Linked DNA regions of Mustela erminea: region 1 is linked to region 2. A link is a contact called in public Hi-C data. All regions are on one chromosome and are shown on one strand. The core of a region is the stretch at or near the end of the contact, and the rest is flanking DNA. Distances in the headings are between cores, read along the strand shown. Region 1 holds the start of MAP4 (microtubule-associated protein 4). Region 2 overlaps MAP4 (microtubule-associated protein 4).

What was found. Hi-C and Micro-C count contacts between places; a contact is called where the count stands out from the background.
Region 1: a Hi-C map of skeletal muscle shows a contact between it and region 2, with 3 times the contacts expected there. The contact joins the promoter of MAP4 here to the enhancer-like site in region 2. A contact is called at or near these places in 2 of 3 Hi-C or Micro-C datasets (fibroblasts and skeletal muscle).

Annotation. Positions count from the first base shown.
Region 1 is chr1:18,162,681-18,165,380 of mMusErm1.Pri, forward strand. It overlaps MAP4 (microtubule-associated protein 4), which reads right to left and starts at 1,305. Exons shown (of 18, transcript XM_032318330.1): 1 at 1,207-1,305.
Region 2 is chr1:18,096,575-18,099,274 of mMusErm1.Pri, forward strand. All of the region lies in intron 1 of MAP4 (microtubule-associated protein 4), which reads right to left. Among named protein-coding and RNA genes, the nearest start is that of MAP4, 66 kb to the right of the region's middle. Within about 2 kb of position 1,372, the one cell type or tissue checked has open chromatin away from gene starts, as enhancers often do. A contact at or near this core is called in fibroblasts, where this site is marked.

The DNA of each region.
Region 1 (2,700 bases), core at 55-2,554, 66 kb after region 2:
TGCCTACCCAGCCGAGCTGACGGTACCCCCCTCCCATCTCTGCAGCATACTATTCTCCCTCTTCCTGGGCTGAGTGAGCAAATTACAAGCACAAATATCCCCTGATGCAATGCCACAACCATCCCTGGGAAAGAGCAGAGGCAGTTGCCAAAAGTGCAGCAGCAGGGAAACGGGCGGGAGACAGGCACACACACACACACACACACACACACACACACACACAGCAAGAAACACTGCAATGCTATGCAGCCCGGGAGAGCGAATCGAGAGGCCCTGGGGAGCAATAGTGTAACCGAACCAGAGGAGGGAAAGGAGAAAGGGAGTTTCCAGGAGAGAGCTGGGTAACACTAACCTTCCCCAGAAGCACCTTCCACACCGGGTCTGGGTGCTAAAACACAAACCTAAGCGTAATGACTGCCTCCTCCCTAACGTAGCAAAAGCATTTAATTTACACGTTCCTGGGTGGAAACAAACAAAAAAACCAACGTCCTGACCCCCACGGGGTAATTTCACCAAAAAAGGGCTCAAGCAACACCAGCGGAGAACCTGGTCCAGGTGCTAAATCACAATCTCGGTTCTGGGTAATGTTTCCAACTGCCCCCTCCCGGTCCTAGTCCCAATCCTCCCATCCCCACCCTTGCTGCGACGGCTTTGCCCTCCCGCAGCCAGACACACGCTAGTCCCCCAGCAGTGCGGGAGGAGACGCGCGCAGAGAGCCCAGGCTGGGGCCCGGTTCTCCAGACCGCCCCTCAGCCCTGCCCGTAACCCCAGACTGGCCACTCTCTCTAGCTCACATCAACCCCACCTCAACTGACCCCCGAAGTCTCAAGGACCTTTGAGTTTTTCTATGCCCCTGAACCCCACCCAGGGCCGCAGACCGCAGCCGACCCTCGCTCCGCGAGCGCAACCCCATCCTGAGCCCAAAGCATGTCGCTCGGCCCCACGCCCCAGACGCCCGAAACCCCGGTCCTCTCAGCCCGGTCCGCCCCGAGGCGCCCCCGGATCACTCCTCTAAGCCTCGGAAGAACACGCCCGCAGGCCCCCAGCCCGGCCGCCCCCGCGTCCCACAGGCCCGCGGCCACCGCCCTTCCCAGCCTCCCGCGGGCCCTGCGGGGTCCCAAGCGCCCGCGGGGCGCGGCTCGGGCAGCCCCCGGGACAGTGGGGAGGCCGCCCCTCAGATCGGGCCCCGCCTGCCGCCGCACCTACCCGCCGCCGCTGCGCCTGAGCCGAAGCCGGAGGGAGCCGGGAGACGGCCGGGAGGAGCCGGGAGAAGTCGGGAGGAGCCGGAGCCACCGAGCAAGCCCGTGGGGCGGGGCGCAGGGAGGCGGCCGCTTCCTCGTCGCCCTCTTGAGGGCCGGCGCGAGGGAGGGGCGCCGCCACCGCCTATCCCGCGGGCGCCGCTGCTCCGACCAATAAACGCGGCGAGGGGGCGGGCGGAGGGCTGAGGCAAGCCAATGGGCGTCGGCCCCGCCGCCTCGACCTCGCAATGGTAGCGGCGCGAGCGGAGGGCCGTTGGGGGCGAGGTACGCATGGGGGCTTCAGACTCCCGCCTCCCGCCGGCTAGCACCCGGGCGGCCGGCGGGTAGACCGACTGCCGCCAGGGCTTTGTAGTGGACGTTGCTTCCTTTCAGAACTTGGGTGCTTGGAGCGGAGAGGATGCGAGCGGCCGGGTACACGCGGCCAGGGCCCGGGTCTCCCACCGACGGGGCCTGCGGGCTCTGTGATGTAACCTGGGCGGGGCGCGAGGCGGGGCCTAGGGCGCGGGCCAGCTGGTCGCGGGAAGGAGTTGTGGGGGGACGGGGCGCGGGTGTGGGGCCCCTCTAGGGCTGCGCTGCCACCAGCCACAAGCGACGTGGCTGTTTCGTGTTGAAACGTGCTGTAGGTGTAGAGTACACATCGGATTTCCGAGACTTAGCACCAAAAAATAGATCTCATTCATAATTTTATATTGATTATAAACGACAGTTGATAGCAAAATTGGTTATTACCGTTTTAGATCTATTTGATTAAAGAAAACACATTTAAAATAGTTTCGTGGTGTTTTTTTTTTTGTTTTGTTGTTTGCTTTTTAAAATGTGGCCACTAGGAAACTTAAAATTACTGTTTGGGTCACGTTATACGTTTGCTAGCTACCAGTGGTCCAGAAGGAAAAGTGATGGTTCACGCCTACTGAGTACTTATTATAGTCCAGGCACTCTCCGTTTAAGTGTGTGACACCTAATAACTCCTTTGCTGTCACAAGGATGCTCTACAATTGGTGTTAATGTTCCCATTCTCATTTTACAGATGAGAAACAAACACAGAAGTTTGGTAATTTACCTAATGACCGGCAAGCCAGCAATCAGAGTGGTGCCTTAACTCAGGCAACCAGGCCTGGGGGCCATGTAGTCAACCCCTAGAGCTGGCTGGTTACCTGCTCTAGAAAGAACACTGGACTTGGCTCGAAAGCCCTGGTTGGATGTCAGCGCTGCTACTTAGTGTGTCACCGTGGGGAAGTTCAGCTTCAGAGGCTTTAGTAAAAGTGGGATAATGCGGTCACCGGCCTCTGTCATAGCCCCCATTAGGGTCACCTGGAAGTAGCAGAGTGAGGTAGTTAAACTTGGACTCTGGACCCTGAGTCCTTGTGTACAAATCTGGGGACTGCTACTTACAAGTTATGTGAGCTTGCGGGAGATATTTCATCTCTCTGCTCCTCATTTT
Region 2 (2,700 bases), core at 122-2,621:
ACATAATTTACTTATGGAAAATGAAGTACTGGCTTTTATCCAGGAAGCCCCAGTTTTCAATAAATTAAACAGATGATTCAATTTTATAGTTATTCTATTCTAAAATATATACAAGTATAATAAATTAAGTAAGTGTTCTACAGGTTTGTTAAACCGGTTTTGCCAGTGTTTTGGAATTGATTTTAATGAATTCATGGGTGAATTTCATCCCACACTCACAGAACCATTTAAGGTCACTTAATATTCAGTTATGCCTTAAAATGTTGAGTTATGTAATTTATGGACATAAGGGTATGGCAAAATGTTACTCTCAAATCTGGATATTCAGGAAGGTCCAAAAATGTACCCGTATGAATGAGGACTACCTACTAAAAAGAAATGATCTCTTCTTGACTATTTACACTATTCCTTCCCCCCCCCCCAATAAAAATAAGCATTTATTATCCTCCATTACAGGAGTCCCAGGAGAAGGCAATATCATGGCTGATCAATTCAGTAACTCAATGACTTTCAAGGACCCAGGTTCTTTTCATCTTCTTCTTTTTTTTTATTCTTTAATTTTTTATTAACATATAATGAATTATTAGCCCCAGGGGTACAGGTCTGTGAATCACCAGGTTTACACACTTCACAGCACTCACCATAGCACATACCCTCCCCAATGTCCATAACCCCACCACCCTCTCCCTCCCCCCAGCAACCCTCAGTTTGTTTTATGAGACTAAGTCTCTTATGGTTTGTCTCCCTCCCCATCCTATCTTGTTTCATTTATTCCTACCCCCCCCCCGCCCCGCGCCACCCCCCACCCCCGCCAAACCTCCCACGATGCATCTCCACTTCCTCCTATCAGGGAGTTCTTTCTCTGACTGACTTATTTCGCTAAGCATAATACCCTCTAGTTCCATCCACGTTGTGGCATCTACTACATCTTTCTTATCTGTATAAAAGTTTTACCTTTAAAAGGCTCTGGGAGGCAAAAAAAAAAAAAAAAAAGCTAGGTACAGAAGTTTCTATGCCTCACTGAGGCACCAGTTCTAAAGCTTCCTGTGAGTCACATTCAGGGGCTGAGTTCCCTAATCTGTAAAATGAGAGTGGTATGTTAAATGATTCCTGAGGCTGATTATTCTATAAGCTGCTTATAATTTAGATTCATCACTTAAATTAGAAATAAACTGCACACAGATCCTCAATGTGCATGCCTGATTTTTATATGTCAAGTACTCCCAATTATAACTGGGTGCAGATTTATTAAAAGGCAAAAGCTTTTTGGCAAAGGGAAAGACTAAAAAACTCATCACTGCACAGTGCCCTGCTTGAGCAAATCTGACTGGAGCTTAAGAAACTCCACCCAGTTCTGGCTAACATCAAAGGAGACTTGACACCACTCTGCCAAAAAATAAGCCCCATATTATTTAACCAGGCACCAAGAGAACACACAGTTTTCAAGCATAGCGCTTTGGACATCTGATCTTTCATTCTGACTACATGCCTGAAATGAAACTATCTGTTGAGAAGAGTTTTGAAAATATGTGAACGAAGACAAGAAATAATGATATGACAAGATGATGAAGCACAGAACAGAATTTTGGGCTCCTGACTAGCCTCTGACTATTAATAGCCATGTACTCATGCGGAGTAAATAAGATACGATGAGCTCACAAAGCATCTCCTCTGTTGTATGGTTTACTTTAGATTACACACTCTGGAATTAGTTACTGAACGATTTTCTAGGTTTATAGAGACTGGTGTTCACAATTAATTTAAATACAAAGAAGTATGGGCAACTTCTCAAGGTCCCAAAATTCCTCTTGAAAATATTAAGTCAGGGGCGCCTGAGTGGCTCAACCCTTAGGCATCTGCCTTTGACTCAAGTCATGATCCTGGGGTACTAGGATCAAGCCCTGCATTGGGCTCCCTGCTCAGTGAGAAGCCTGGTTCTCCCTCTCCCAATCCCCCTGCTTGTGTTCCCTCTCTCGCTGGGTCTCCCTCTGTCAAATAAATAAATAAAATCTCTAAAAAAACAAAAAAAAAAAAACAGAAAATGTTAGGTCAGTCTTACCTATATAGTCAGTCACTCACTCCAGATCTGTGTTGATTGTGTCTGATGAGAAATTACCATTAGCAATCTAGTCTGCAAATGGCCTGTTGCTGCCTTGGTCCTCCAGGATCTACTTCCTGGACCTGGACCCTCCACCCTCCCAAAGGTACTCCTCTGAAGCTAAAGTGGAGCAAGAAAACTCATGATGAAAAAGAGAAACAGAAGCCTAATTCCCACCAACATAGTGAGACACTCTGCACAGCCACTGTCACATTTTCATTTCACTCTGTCACATTTGCCAAAACTGTACCAAGATTATTTGTGGTAGTCAGCATTCTCTTTTTTAAAAGTGTAAAAATAAAATAAAAGTGTAGAATCCTGTTTCACGGGGCGCCTGGGTGGCTCAGTGGGTTAAAGCCTCTGCCTTCGGCTCAGGTCATGATCCCAGGGTCCTGGGATCGAGCCCCGCATCGGGCTCTCTGCTCTGCGGGGAGCCTGCTTCCCCCTCTCTCTCTGCCTGCCTTTCTGCCTACTTGTGATCTCTGTCTGTCAAATAAATAAATAAAATCTTAAAAAAAAAAAAAATCCTGTTTCACAATTTCAAAGGGGGTACAGGGACTTATACCCCAGAAGGCCCATCATTCCACCTTAGTGTGAGTTCA